Regions from separate parts of the Mus musculus genome. Here regions 1 and 3 are each linked to region 2. Evidence: chromatin contacts called from public HiChIP or PLAC-seq data. All regions are on one chromosome and are shown on one strand. Each heading gives the region's core, a stretch centred on a gene start, on an enhancer-like site or on the middle of the called end of the contact. The rest is flanking DNA. Distances are from core to core; before and after follow the strand shown.

Evidence for each region. HiChIP or PLAC-seq counts read pairs in DNA pulled down with a chosen protein or histone mark.
Region 1: a contact with region 2 is called in an H3K27ac HiChIP or PLAC-seq map of the HPC-7 cell line, with 6 times the contacts expected there. The contact joins two enhancer-like sites. A contact is called at or near these places in 1 of 15 datasets of contacts at CTCF or cohesin (the NIH/3T3 cell line), 2 of 484 Hi-C or Micro-C datasets (hematopoietic stem and progenitor cells and liver), 7 of 115 datasets of contacts at active chromatin or transcription factors (CD8 T cells, the HPC-7 cell line, craniofacial prominence and 4 more) and 2 of 9 other capture datasets (adipose tissue and embryonic stem cells).
Region 3: a contact with region 2 is called in an H3K27ac HiChIP or PLAC-seq map of stem cell-derived neural progenitor cells, with 2.5 times the contacts expected there. The contact joins two enhancer-like sites. A contact is called at or near these places in 12 of 39 promoter capture datasets (3T3-L1-derived adipocytes, embryonic stem cells, epiblast stem cells and 6 more), 4 of 115 datasets of contacts at active chromatin or transcription factors (craniofacial prominence, embryonic stem cells, fetal liver and 1 more) and 3 of 9 other capture datasets (adipose tissue, liver and pancreatic islet).

Annotation. Positions count from the first base shown.
Region 1 is chr4:107,138,037-107,143,046 of GRCm38.p6, forward strand. Tceanc2 (transcription elongation factor A (SII) N-terminal and central domain containing 2) reads right to left here. Exons shown (of 5, transcript NM_025617.2): 5 at 1-1,763. The coding sequence ends at 1,575. Among named protein-coding and RNA genes, the nearest start is that of Tceanc2, 38 kb to the right of the region's middle. Within about 2 kb of position 2,330, at least 44 of the 459 cell types and tissues checked have an H3K27ac peak or open chromatin away from gene starts, as enhancers often do. A contact at or near this core is called in the HPC-7 cell line, where this site is marked.
Region 2 is chr4:106,784,150-106,789,223 of GRCm38.p6, forward strand. All of the region lies in intron 1 of Acot11 (acyl-CoA thioesterase 11), which reads right to left. Among named protein-coding and RNA genes, the nearest start is that of Acot11, 13 kb to the right of the region's middle. Within about 2 kb of position 1,807, at least 176 of the 459 cell types and tissues checked have an H3K27ac peak or open chromatin away from gene starts, as enhancers often do. A contact at or near this core is called in the HPC-7 cell line, craniofacial prominence, hippocampal neurons and 1 more, where this site is marked.
Region 3 is chr4:107,082,055-107,086,552 of GRCm38.p6, forward strand. Cyb5rl (cytochrome b5 reductase-like) reads left to right here. Exons shown (of 7, transcript NM_001346552.2): 7 at 2,073-4,498. The coding sequence ends at 2,276. Among named protein-coding and RNA genes, the nearest start is that of Cdcp2, 13 kb to the right of the region's middle. Within about 2 kb of position 2,502, at least 94 of the 459 cell types and tissues checked have an H3K27ac peak or open chromatin away from gene starts, as enhancers often do. A contact at or near this core is called in craniofacial prominence, hippocampal neurons and stem cell-derived neural progenitor cells, where this site is marked.

The sequences.
Region 1 (5,010 bases), core at 1,080-3,579, 350 kb after region 2:
GCTTCTGCTCCCTGCATGAGCAACAGTGGCCCTCCCTTCTCGAGCCAGCAACCTGCCCCCTCTCCCCCTCCCCCCCACCCTGGGGTAGCAAAAGCAACACTCCTGGACAGATCCAGCTAGGCAGGAGAAATGAGCAGGGGTGAAGAACTACAAGCCCCCTATCACTCATCTCAGACCAGGGAACACTTGCAATGCAGACAGCATCCTCCCTGACCCTTCCATCCTTGCTTTGCAAACAATCCCTTTCCCTTTCCTTCCCACATTCTCTCCCTCTCTCTGCTTCCACACACCAGTTTACAGTCTTCCTCCAGCCTTGCTATCTTTTTCAGGTTCTGTGTATGTGTTTGCGTGTGTTTTGGGACAGGATCTTACTATGTAGCCCTGGCTATCTTGGAACTCACTATGTAGAACAGGCTGGTCTGCCTCTGCTTCCAAAGTGCTAGGATAAAAGGTGTGTGCCACCAACCTGGCCTCCCTCCAGTTCTCATCCCACCATGAACTTTACCAGCTGCCTCCTTTCTACCCCATTTACTCTGTCCACGCTCTTTCCCTTTTCCTGCTCCAACCTCCTCTTTCCTCCCCTCCTCCCCGCCCCCACCCCCCTTTTGGAGACAGAGTCTTGTTATATAGCTCCAACTGGTTTGGTACTTGCTACATAGCCCAAAGTGGCCTCAAACGCATAGCAATCCTTCTGTCTCAGACCCCTGAGTGCTGGGATTACAGGCAGGAGCCATCATGCTCAGTTCTGTAGTATGCTTCATGGGGGAAACTATGCCTCTTGTTTTAGTACATCTCAGTTTATTATTACTTTTTAAAGAGCAAGTACCATTTACATAATCATCCAAGCAGACACATGTAGATGTATTTCATTGAAAATCTTCACGTATGCATTTTTCTTCTTACAGCAGTAAGTCACTGCAAGAGAAATTTCATTATGCATCTTCAACAGAGGCTGTATTCAAATGAACCCCGAGGTGCAGGGAGGCTTCAGGCCAGCTCCTCATTAGAGGCCTCAGCATGGGGGCTCAGGAGCCCCTCCCCGAAGGTCTTCCAGGGAGAGCTGAAAGGCTCAGATAAGTGAGCGGTGGCAAGCAGGGCTGGTCGCAGGCTCCAGTGGGCTCACCCCTGGGGTAGAGCAAAGAGAGCAGACGGGAGTTCTGAGAGGCTTCGGAGCTGTCTAAACTCAGGGGGCTGGAACCGCGTGAGGAGCAGCGGTAATTGAGTTTCAGTTACCTGCAGGGTGGCGAAATAAAGTGGTAACTTCATCTGCTGACATGGGGGAGTTTAGAGGTGTCCTTGGCAAGCTCACAGTGAAACCTGTCACCCTTCCATTGTGCTGGGTGATGGTGACTGGATGGCACTTCCCAGTGACAGCCCCGTTCATCCCGTCAGGCAGCGCCAGCGCAAGGCAGCTAATGAAGCCGCCCCCACAGGCCTATCTCCCAGGGCTCCCCACGTTCTGTCTGAAGGAATGGCACCATGGGAATATCCAGCACAGCCAACATCCGCATCACCCAAACTCAAAAGAGGCTTTGAATGGTGGCGCGAGGCCCGGTGCTGGGCCCGTCCCCGGGTCACTTTTTGTGGGTCTGTACAAACGTGCCGACCGGCAGCGCTCCGCTCTTCACCTGCTCCCGGATCTCAGCTCGGTGCTTTAATGTGAAGACCAGAGCGCGTACCGTCCTCCGGTAGGGCCCGTTAATGAGCCGGGAGCAGAGATGAAACGTTTCCCGCTCAATATTTTCAACCAGTAGGTGATCCATCTGAAAAACAGCAAAATTATCAAATTAGGGCCTTGCGTTGCATAAGGATTAAAGCAAGAGAGGCTGGCGCTCTCTGCTCTGGGGCTTCCATTAATCAACTGAAATTCAAGGACATCTACTTCCTGTCACAAGAGAAACAGGAAGAGCAAATTAATTCCACCCTGGCAATTAAGGAACAAGGCCATGTGCTTTGTGACAGGGACCTCATTCACAGCCCCTGCCGGGTGGTAATATTTGCCATTATAACAGGAAACCGGCACCAGGCCCTGTGCTTTACCAACCAGGAAGCGGGGGCCCAAGGATAATAAATCAGAGTGACGATGCGTACCTCTTTGTTTTAAACGTGCCTTTTAACTTCATATAACATCTTAGATGTGCTGGTCTGGACCCTGGGATGCTTACAGAGCAGTTTATAAATCATGCTCATGTTTAATATTCGTAACTGATTATCACGTTTTACATCTGAGGAGGAGTTTCACAACTGAAGGGGCAGGGCTGGACACAGCCTGACTCCAGAGTTCAAGCATTCTTCCCTTCAGCAGAGACACTCCTTGGCTGAGTCTGGATGGGGAAGCCAACCGGACAGGGTCTCTAACAGTGCGGGTGATCTGCCCCAGGTCCAGGCCAGGCCGAGGTCATAGACCTAATCAAGGGCAGCCTCTGTGGCTGGTCAGGGACTTCCAACCAAGCCCACTTTTCCAGGCCCACCTCCTAGTAGCCAGGGCTGCCTTTCCCTAGGAATCACTCTGCTGGTTTATGTCAATTTAACACCAGGTAGTCATCTGAAGGAGGGAGCTTTAACTGAAAATGTCTGCGGAAGGTCAGGCTGCAGGCAAGTCCGTATGGCCTGCCTGCCTGCCTGCCTGCCTGCCTGTCTCTCTCCCGCCCTCCCTTCCTCCCTCCCTCCTTTTTTGTTTTTTAAAGAAAGGGTTTCTCTGTGTAGCTCTGGCTGTCCTGGAACTCATTCTGTAGACCAGGCTGGGCTCACACTCAGATCTGCCTTCCTCTGCCTCTGCCTCCCAAATGCTGGGATTAAAGAAAGGCATATGCCACCACACCTGGCTGTAGAGCATTTTCTTATTTTGTGGTAAGGCCTAGTCCACTGTGGGTAGTACCACTCTGGGTTGGTGGTCCTAGGTTCTGTAAGAAAGCAGGGTGAACAAGCCAGGGGAGGCAAGCCAGTAAGCAGCACCCCTCCATGGCCTCTGTGTCTCCTGCCTCTGGGTTCCTGCCCTGCTTGAATTCTTGCCTTGGCTTCCCTAAGTGAACTGTAATTCAGGGTGTTTCATCACAGCAACAGTAATCCTAACCAAGACACTCTGCTATGTTGGTATGTCAAGTTTAAGCAACCCCTACTCCAACACACACACACACACACACACACACACACACACACACACACACACACACAGGGAAAATAAAAAAACCTTAGTGCAAAGACTGAGAGTTCTTTAGGCTGCAACAATGTCCTCAGCGTTCCTTGATCACTGTCACAATACACTGCAGTTCCCCTGGTAAAACATCCTTCCAAATTGGAATCCTATTTACTTATGTACTGACTGGTGCTGGACACTGAACTGGGAACCTTACACGTGCTAGGCACAGGCTCCAGCACTGAGTTGTAGTCACAGCCCAGACCAGTTCATTTCTCTCTCTTCAGCCCTTCTTAGGCACTTAGTGTGGCCACGACACCCGGCTCAGTAAGAGTTTCTATTGCTGTGACAAACACCGAGACCAAAGCAACTTGGACGAGGAAAGCGTTTATTTGGCTTAGGCTTCCACATCATTGCTCATCATCAAAGGAAGTCAGGAACCTGGAGGCAGAAGCTGGTGCAGAGACCATGGAGGAGTGCTGCTTACTGGCTTGCACGCCCGTCTTCCTTCTATCACCCAGGATGAAATCCATTAGTTACCAAATGCTAAGGTTTGCTTAGCTTCATGTGCAAGGAAGCTTTTATAAAAAGGGGGCGTGGTTATCAAAGGAAGAGGGCATGCTTCTGTTTCCACAACAGGTCACAGCCATGCCATGGGAATGAAGTACACACACACACACACACACACACACACACACACGCACATTCAGATAGCTTTGACATTCAGATAGCTGGACCCTCATATATGCACCATTCAGCAGTCACTACTCTCTCAGGTCTGATCTGGGGGATCCAGCGCAAAAGATCCTATTCTCCTCTGGACACTCACAGCATAGAAAGATGGCACGTTCTCAGACATCATGGCGGTAGTGCCTTTGATCCCAGCACTCAGGAGGCAGAGGTAAGCAGATCTCTGAGTTTGAGGCCACCAGCCTGGTCTACACAGTGAGTTCCAAGACAGCCAAGGCTACACAGAGAAACCCCTGTCTAGAAAATACCACCACCACCATCAGAGAGCAAGAGAAGAGAGGCTATGTAACATATATAGATAACGTAGGGCATCATAGATAACCACAGGGCATGAGCGCCAGGCACAGTGGTGTATATCCTAACTCTTAGGAGACCAAGGCAAGACAAGCCAGTTCAAGACTAGCCTGAGCTTTAGAGGAAGATCATGTCAAATATAAGCAAACAAAGCAAAGGGTGGACCTGGGGCAGCATGGCCAGGGCTGTGCTGGAGTGTAACGGACAACAGGCGCACCTAGGAGTTCTCATGCTTCCTGCTAAGTCCAGGGCAGTCGGAGTAAAGACAGAGATGCATACAAAGTGCCACATACAAAGCCCCGCTGTTTAGATAGCTTCCCTGCATGAATGAAAGCTACTTTTGACTGATCCAAACCCGTTCAGTGTTGATTCTGTTCCAGCGGGTCCTAACTTGGTGCTTTAGGTGACAGACGGGTGCTTCTGAGTCTCTTTGGGACCCTGAGAAAGAGGGATCTTTCTGTGAGGTGTATCTGCTGACTGGGTGGGAATGGGAACAAGACCCACCACACCCCCCAACCAAACCTGAGGCAGTTACTGGGTGCAGTCACCAGATCCTGTCTTTGTAACAGAGATCATGGTCTCTGTGCTGGTTGGTTCTTTGTGGGTTTGACACAAGCTGGAGTCATCTAGGACGAGGGAACCTCGGCTGAGGGAACGCCTCCATCAGACTGGGACGTGTGAGCCAAAGAAACCCGTTCCTCTGCAAGCTGCTCTGCACCATGGTGTCTATCACAGCTACAGGAGGCAGACGAGACAGCCTGTCCCACTGGGCTCTGCTTCCTGTCCTGAGCCACGCTCACCACCAACTCTTACTGCTTAGTTCTCTCTCC
Region 2 (5,074 bases), core at 557-3,056:
ACACATTTCTGAAACCAGTGAGATGCCATGGTGGAAGAGGCTGGAGGGCAAGGAGTAGCTGGTTAGCTAGCACGGAGCCCAGCAGCTCATCTTCTGCTTGGGGAAACAGGAATGTGGAGAAGAGAGGTTCTGGAGTCTGTAGATGGCTTTTGAGTCTAGTCCAATCTATCTCTGAGGGCCCCAAGCAGCTCTCTTCCCTTCTGTCCACTTAGATATTCTTTTGTTCAACCGCCACCTGGCAACCCAATAATCCAGTTTCCTTGTTTGTAAAGTGAGACTCTAAAGACTTAGCATGGCTGACCTGAGGTGTAAATGAGAGGACGTAGCCAAAGGACTTTGCCAATCACAGTGGCTCTGACCTCCGTCTGAGCAAGGGCAGTCCACCAGACTGGGTCAGCCTACCAAGTAAGTGCGTCTAAGCCGGCTGCCATCCCAGAGTCAGGGTCCAGACGAAAGACAGACAAGGCAAGAAGTAATATGGGAAATGCTGTCACACCCAGGGGCACAGGGGTCATGTGACCAGGATGCAGCTTTCCCCTGACAGCATGCCCGCTCTGACTTCTCTGTATTGCTTGGACATTATACCCACCATGTACCTGAACTTAACAACCTGTACAATGTGAGCAAGTATTTCACCTTCTCAGAGCTCAGACCTCAGTTCATGGAGCTGAAAGAGGTAAATGGGAACGTAAGTTGAGAATAACTACCCTCCTTTGAAGACATTTGGGTTGTTTTTTTGAGATGGGAATCTCATTCTGACCCCAGGCTGACCTCAAACTTACCATATAGCCCAGGCTGGTAAGTGCTCTCCACATGCCAGTGTTGCAGACCCCGCCCACCATGCCAGCTGCGTTTACTTCTTTAATCTTCACACCGCCCTAATAGCTGGGTGTCCCATTCCCATTTTACAGATGGGGAAGCAGAGGCTCAAGAAGAGTAAACAGCTTACACATACACACATAGGATCACCCATCTGATAAGGACAGAACTGAGACCTAGGTCCACACTTGTGTAGCTCAGAATCCAAGGCTGCTCGACCGTTTTGAAGTACTACCGCTCGTCTAGCAGACAGGATAGTCATTTATGTCTCTGGGCATTTGATCCCACCACAGGTAGGCCAAGCCAGCACCCACATCTCTATTCTGGTTTCCTGAGACTCCTCCTCATGTCCCTTTAAGCCCTCTTGCAGGGAGAGCAATGGTATCAGGACCTGGATCAAAACCGTCTGAAACACGCTGGTCCACCCCCAAGGACGAAAATGCTGGAAAGGCCTTTGTCTATCTAGACAGACTGCTCGGGAACAGTATTGAGATCACCACACCCTCCAGCAGCAGCTGGCTACCATGCGCTTTCTTGCCCACAAATCAGAGGGTCCACTCCCTTCTGCAAACCCTTCTCCTATCCAGTCCTTCATCTCCCACCCTCTGCCTCTATGCCTCACTGCCGGCCTGGCCTACTGCATTAGACTGTTTGCCACTGCCCACCCCCCAAACCCCCCAACCTTTACCCCCCCCCCCAGTCACCAGAAGGCCTAGAGGGCAACTAGAATGTTTTGATCACAAGCCGTCTAGCCCCAGTGTGATCTTACCCTCCATGTGCCACACCCAGCCCCAAACCCCCAGTGACATGCATTGATCCCTCCATGCTGAGCCCTCACACTGAGGTCGGGGCTGCCACTCAGGGGGCTGTGAAGGAAAGACCTGGCTTCTCCCCATCAGAACCCTTCACACCCTCCCCACCACATGGCTAAGAATGCAGCCTGTCCCTGCCTCTGGGTTACCATGGCAACAAGAAGCCAGGCAGTGGGCCCAGGCCCTGCTATCCTACAAGCCACCTCATTTACCCTGGAGCTGGGCACAGCAGCCATAGATAGCACTATTCCTTCTGGAGAGGAAACAAGAACAAGCGGAAAGGGGGAGGAAAAAAAAAGAGAGAGAAATCAGCTACAGAGAGAGAAGGGGAAACAAAACAATTAGAGAAAAGACAAGACACAGGGAGGAGGGAAGGAGAACAGAAAAGAAATGTCAGAGGGAGAAAGAAATGGGCTGGGAGGGAACAAAACAAGTAGAAAAGCACATGCACTGGGGGGGGGGGGGGGGCGGGGGACAGGAAAGGGGCCGCTCCTGATCCACACTCCACACCACACATTCCTGGGCCTGAGCTGCTCACAGCTTTTGAGACTCTGGGCAGCTAAGACTTCCTGCCCCAGGAAGCTGGCAGCCTGGCTGGGCCCCCTCCAGCTGCTCTCTAGGCCCTCTAGCCTCTACCCTGCTGAAGGATGGTGTCCAGGCTTCCCCCCAGCAAGTGGGGCCCCTTCTCCCACCCCTCGGGGATCCTCAAACCCTCCTGCCACTCTGTCCTCTCCACCCCCACCCCACCAGCCTCCTTTAGCTCAAACCAGCTTAGTTCTTCTCTGTGTTTAAAAAGCCATTCCTAAGAAGGCTTGCAGAATGGTGGAAGCAGGACTCATGATTTACCAACTGGATACATCTTGTCACTTGTCACTTGGTCATGCCCTGGAAGAGGCCGAAGTGTCCTCTCTGCAGGTAGAAGATGCTGATCAGGATCAGGCAACCCATGGCAGAGGCTGGACCGGGCACTGCAGCCCAGGCAGCCCTGCAGGGGCTCACTTCTTATACCCCAGGTTCTTCTCCGAGCCTTCAGCTCAGGGGAGTTGATGGACTATAAAATAGCCCTGACCTGACCTGGCCTCACAGCACCAACATACTCCCTCCACTGTGTGAAAGGGACCTGAGCCAAGAGAAAAGCTTGCTGAAAAAGCCAAGAAAGGTAGAAAGAGAAGAAAGACAAAGTTTGCGGTGATTGGCAAGAGATCTGTGACCAAGCCCCACAGGTTCTTGGTACTCTGGATGTGGCCCTGCCTCTGGTTTGCTGGAGAACCGAGCATAACTTAAGCTACTCTGGACCTCAGTCTTCACAACTATAAAATGGGAACATGAGCGTCACAGAAAGGAGTCTGAGTGCTTAGACCGGGACCTGACCCACAGGAAGTGCCCCAAACTGCTGTGCTTTGTGTTGTCCAAAAGCTAAGGCACTTCAGAAAGACACGGGTCCCAGGGGTATGTGACATCTATGGAGAACAAATGGCCAGGTGGCCTGTGCAGAAAATGCTTTGAAGGCAGCTGGGACCTGTGACAAAAACATTCACATTTCTTTCCATTACTGCCAATTGAACACAAAGCTCTCTTCTATATTAGGGTTTCACTTAAACTGAGAATCATGGCTGGGCAGGACAGAGTCTGTGGTCCTCTGCAGGCACCCTGCACTTGATGACTGCCAGAATGCCATGCTACTCAGTTCTAGAAAGGTTCCAGACCCTCAGGAAGTTGAAACAGACTCTTGGAATTACTAGAAAGCAGCTGAAAGGGTCGGTGGCAACAAGGTGGGCACCAGGAGGAGCCCCTGGGCCACGAATAAACCATCTTCAATAAATTGCTTTTGTTCAAGGCCAAACATCATCAGGGCCCAGTGAGAACCTGGAGATTGAGCCTGGAGGGGTTTCCCGTGGTGCCCCTGGAGACTGAACCTGGACCAGTTCCGTAGAGCCCCATGCTGCACCAAATGGCAGGAATGAGGACGGGCCTGGTCATCAGCAGGCTGACAAAAAAGCCAAGCAGGGGACCCTGCATCCAGCGCTTCTGTCACTGTCCCCTGGGTTTAGATTGATTATGGGCTGGGCTGGTTCTACCTTAATAGCTGTTTATGTGAAAACAGCCTCATGATTTCATCCATCCACAAACTCAACTGTGGCAACTCCTACCGTAACCAAAGCATAGCGCTGTGGTGGCTGAGGCCTTGCAGCCCCAGTACGGTGGGGGAGGGGAGGAGAGGAAGGAATGACTCAGTGCGGAGGAGGCAGCCCCAGGCTGGGGTTTTGCTTGAGGCCCAACCCTGTGAGCAAGAAACCAGAAGGAATGTGTGGGACCCTCAGAAAGGACAGATAACCGGAGGGAGATCAGGGAGGGCACCGACTATTGGTGGCCTGGTCTGGATCTCTGAGGGCTGGTCAGAAACCAGGAGCATTCCAAGTAAGGCGGATAGGTAGAAAGAACAACTCTTCAGATCACTGAGGTTAATCTCTGTTAAAACTCCATTCATTTCTTCAGGGTGATGGGACCATCTCATCTCTCATGACATGTAAAAACAAGACAAGGCCATTTAAAGAAGGAAAGAAAACACAGAGCATCGAGGGGTGTGGCCCGGTGGGTGGCATGCCTGCCTAATATCCAGAAAGCCCTGGGTTTGATCCCCACCACTGCATGAAACGGTTGTGGTATTATCCCAACATTTGGAAGATGGAGACAGGAGGATCAGAAATTCAGGGTCCATCCCAGCTATAAAGCAAGTTTAAGGCCAGCCTAGGCTACATGAGACCCTGTCTCAAAAAGAAAAGAAAACGATAGGAGAGGGGATATGATGGAGGGAAAAGGTCCTTTTCTAATCTGAGGCAGTAGTGAGTGGGAGGGTTCCTGCGGGGAGCTGGCTAATGTATGAATGAATGAGAGGGTGCAATTAGGAAAGACATGGGAGGGGGGTGTGGTTCTAAGGAGAGAGAATGCAACGCCCCAAGAGGATTGGTGTGACTATCAGAGGGCAGTAGGTAAGAAGTCAGGAGGGAAAAAAAAAAAAGAAGAAGAAGTCAGAAGGGTAACCTGGTCCACGTGGCCCAAGGCTGGGCAGATCCCCAGAGTGCAGATTTGACTCAAGTGCTGGAGTCCGTAAGTGGCGGGAGACGGGACCCGCCTTTCAGATCTCTCCACTTTGGATGTGCGTGCTTGCGTGTCCTCTCGGATGAGGAGAGGCAAGTAGAGTCCTCAGCGCTCCTATGCTGCTAGCTGGGAGAAATGGCACTTGGGCAGGGCCTGGCCAAAGTGTTGGCCAAGGGCAGATTTCAGAGGTCCAGCTAGCGGCAGTACTGCAGGCGGAGGTGGGGGGAGCTTGGAGTGAGGAAGAAGTGTTAGTACCCAGTTAGGGGAGTGGGGGGGGGATGGGGGGGAAATGAGTGAGGATAAGGACCAAGAACTTTCCAGCTATTGTTAAACATTCACTGAAT
Region 3 (4,498 bases), core at 1,252-3,751, 300 kb after region 2:
GCCACATGCCCTACAAAAGCCTGGTCCAGGAAGGGAAACAGGGCACAGGCACCCAGCAAACTCCTTGCCCTGGCTGCTGCCTGGCCCTCTTTCCCTCGGTCCTCAACCACATGAGAGATGCCAGGACCACAAATGAAGGTGAGACACTCCCTTGCCCTAGGGGCACGCACCTGTCTACAGGGACAGCTGGTTCTGCTGTGTCTTAGTTGCCTTCTATTGATAATAAAGCCCATGACCAGAAGCAGCTTGAGAAAGAGCAGGATTGCGTCAAGCCTTCGTCTAGTCCATCTGGAATGGAAGTCATGGCAGAAGCTGAAACCTGAAAACAGGAAGCAAAGCAGAGCCCATGAAGGAATGCTTCTCCCAGCTTGTTTGGTTTACTTCCTTGTATAGTCCAGGGCTCTCTGCTCAGGGATGGCACCACCACAGTGAGCCAGACCCTTCCACATCAGTTGCCAATTAAGAAAATGGGTTGGCATGATGGTACACACCTTTAATCCCAGCACTTGAGAGACCAGAGCAGTCAGATCTCTATGAGTTTGAGGTCAGCCTGGTCTACATAGTAAGTTCTAAGTTCTAGGCTAGCCAAAGCTATACAAAAGTGAGACCCTGTCGTGTGTGTGTGTGTGTGTGTGTGTGTGTGTGTGTGAGAGAGAGAGAGAGAGAGAGAGAGAGAGAGAGAGAGAGAGAGAGAGAGTGAGAGAGAGAGAGAGAGAGAGAGAGAGAAAGGGGGGACGGGGAGGGAAGGGGAGAAGGAGAGAGATTGAGTTCAGAGCACTTCAGTCCCCACTACAGTCTCATGAGGTTTGTACTGCTGTCCTGTCTTTCGCAGATGGGGAACCTGAGGTAACAAGGTAACAGCAATAGAGCTGGGTACCAGCTCAGCTGGTCCTGCACAGAGACCATTGTCTTAGTCCATTGGGATAGTACACATGCATGCTGGCCAGCATGTAGGGCAAGTGGGCTCAGGAATGCTGCAAGAAAGAGGTGGCACTTGAGCCTGGACTGGGGCTGGAAAGTTATTTGAAAGTTCACTTCCGGCCCTGCCAGGCTTTGATGATGCTGAAGGTTGGGCAGGGGAATGGGCCGGCTGGCTCAACAGCAGGAGTAAGGGTGACTATGGTAGCTCTACTCCTCCACATGCGCTCAGCACAGCTTGCCCCTTTCCCTTGCCTGAGCCTGGCAGCACTCCCTCTACTTCCTCAGCTGTCCGTCCTCCTGCGCTGCCTTGCTCCTAGCCCTTTGCTGGCACCTACTGTTCTCAGGACTTCCCAAGCCCAGTGGCCTCATGACCTTGACAGCTCCATCTCCTGGCCTTCCCTCCTCAATGCTGGGTCCTGGTGTCACTGGCAAGCTTGCAGGTACAACTGTGCTGTGCTTTTCTTGTGCTAGCCTTTGTTCCTGCTGTCCCCTGCCATGTGTGCTTGTTCCCTCCCTTTCCCAGTGTCTACCCACCCTTCCTGGATCTGCCGATGGGAAGTCCATCCCTGGGTGCTGCTATTGCTCCTGCTGTCACAGCACCTACCTACCTGCCATTGTTTAAGGGCTCTGCCTCACTGAGGAGTCCCCAGACTCGGTGCATCTTGGGGTGCACAATTCCGTAGGGCCAGTGGAACCAAGGGCGTGGGGAGAACTAGGAAGTGGGAAGGAGAGATGGGCCAGTGAGGTCTCCTGGCTCTACCCTTGAGGTTCCACGAGAATGGGAGAGTGTTTGGGGGAGGGTAGGAAGAGCCAGGTCACCAGAGAGTGCTCCTTAACAGCCCTAGGGGACCTGGAAGTCATCCAGATGCCTTGAAGTGAGGCTACAAGGCCTGAAAGCACCTGGGGCACTAGGAGCTCCTTGGCCTTCCCAGGGCTGTGTTCTTCCTCTGGCCAGCAGGACCATGGCTCTCCATAGGCTAGGCCTTCATCTCTTAGCTCAGAGACTCAGAACTCAGCATGATGGTGGCCGTGGAGGTAGGAGCAGCTTTTGGTGAAGGGTTTCTCCCATGTACTGCAGTGGCAGAAAAGAGCTGGCTAGGTGAACGTCTGGAACCCCCAGGAGTCATCGCTGCTCTCTCCTGTCTTCCCAGGAGGTCTCCCCAGAACAGCTTCCCTGGAGCTACCGTGACAAGACCCATTTTGGCCGCCTGGGCCAGGAGCTGGTTGCTGAACTGGTGGCCTGCTGCCGGAGAAAGCCGTTTACCTTAGTCTGTGGCTCACCTGCATTTAATGAGGACATGGCTAGGTGTTTGCTGTCTGCTGGCCTGACTGAGGACTCCTACTTCCTCTTCTAGCCCTGGCCTTGGGCCTTAATCAGGGGTACAGAGAGGAGCCCAGATCAGAGTCAGAAGACATGGAGTCCAGGCCTGGCCCTGCTGCTGACTTACCCAGAGACCTTGGGCAAATGTCATCACCATGGAACTTCCCTTCCTGTCTGCTGCGTCCTGCTGTATGGAGGGAGGCCAGCAGTTGTCAGGGAGTCAGGGAAGACTGCTCCAAGGGAGCCAAGCAAGTGGAGTCCTACTGAGCTCAGGCTGGTGGGGGTTGGGTAGGACAAGGGGTGAGGAGTCTCTTGTCCTCCCAGAGCCCATCAGTGCTGGGAAAATGACTTGGGGAAGCTCAGAGCTCTGGGAGGACCTTAACTTCTGTGCCTCCTGTGGGGTGGACCTGACTTGCTGAAGGCCTGGAGTCTAAGACCTGACCATGTTCTCAGATCAAGGCACTGCCCTGAATCATCTCTGTATCCATGACAAGTCTTTCCTGCCATGATCAGCCTCACGCTCAGTTTCTTTCCTGGCTCAGGAGGCCAGCTCAGAGTCCTTTTCCCACAAAAGAAGAGGAACAGAGGCAAATGCCCCTCCCTCCTGCAGGCAGCCACATAGCCCGTGCCTTCAGCTCTCGGTGCCCTGGCGACGGTTGCTATGGAGATCTAAAGATAGAGCAGGAGTCAGGAGACCTGGGTCCCTCTCCCAGCTCTGCCCACTGAGTGGCTGCTGATCCAGGTCCACCCAGCCCCCACCTCCACCTCCTCTATCCTGAACGGGGCATGCCCTCTCCAGGGAGCTCACTGCCCCTGGGCATCATGTTGACTTAATGAATTCTGCTTTCCACAGCCTGGGCCCCAGTGTGCTGCGCCAGCACAGGCCAGATACAGGCAGTCCCAGACTTCTGATGCTCAGCAGTGGAATGTTAGAAGCTGGGAGCCAGGAGCCTTTAGGATTAGGCATTTATAACTATGGAGTTGCACTCTCCTCACCTCCCCCAACCCCCATAGCAGAGCTCAGATGCCAGAGAACCCTGTCCAGCAGACTCAGTGTACAAATGGGTGAACCAAGGCCCATGAGTGACTCACCCAAGGTGAGTCTGAGACAGCCCTCCCTACAAGCTCCCCATCACCCCCCCCACACACACACACACACACACACACCTGTGGTTGTACACCATGCTTTTCAAACTGTGCTCCACAGGCCACTGGGGAACCTTGCCTGGATGGCAGCAGTAAAGGTGGCTGGAGGGATCCCCAGGTCCCCTTCAATCACAGAGGTCTGTTTTTAACCTCATCTTCATGGGGCATAGAGGAATTTTTGTCAAAATTGCCTTTTCTACCCCACCCTGAAAAATCACAACAAAGAAACCCCTGTTCACTGCATAGCCATGGGGAACAGCTGGGTGATGGGAAGCCTGCATGTTGCACCCCAGGGGCTTGGGACCTCTGTCGGGGTTCTACAGGGCATTCATTAGGTGTGACTTCTCAGAACCAAGTGGGCAAATTAAAGCTGCATGAACATTGGTCAGGACACTTTGTTTTGTCTGGCCCAGGTCCTCAGCCTCGGGGTCGTTGTTCTTTAGAGTCTCAGGCTCAGAACAGTGTGACAAAACTGAGAGCCAGAGCTCCCAAACAGGGTGCATGGGCTCTCCTTGCCCAGCCTGTGACTTGGGGCAAGACACATGTCATCTATCCCGGCCTCTGAGAACTTCACCAGTGTGCCTTGGTGGGTCTTAGTGGCAGTCTTCATGGATGCCCCTGGGGGACTTGAAGCTCAACTGTCCAAGGAAATAGCAGCAACGTGCTAGGCACAGCCTTTCCACTGGAGAGCTCCAGCCAAGGCAAGGATTAGCTAGCATACCTCTGAAAGGGGTGAATATTAGAGAAATGGTGTTCACAGTGCAAGAGAGTGGTGAGCAGGGCTTGAGCCTGTAGGAAAGACAGGGACACTCCCCAACCCCGACCATAGAAGCTTCAAAAGCAATGCTTATACTCATTCCTTACAGGGTCAGGGAGGACCCGCTTAAGGGGAGAAGCCTAGGGCAATTCCCCTAGGCCTCTCTCTGTACCATTTTAGGTATTTGATGCCTAGACAGATTAGGCCACTCAGAGGCAACTGACATCCCCTGTCCTGGGTGGGTTGCCTTCCTCTTCACCTCCCTCAGTGTAGAAGCTGAGCAGCCTGGCTACTAGTGGGATTGGTTATCCTGAATATTGGCAAGGGCACAAATGTGTCTGAAATGCCAGGAT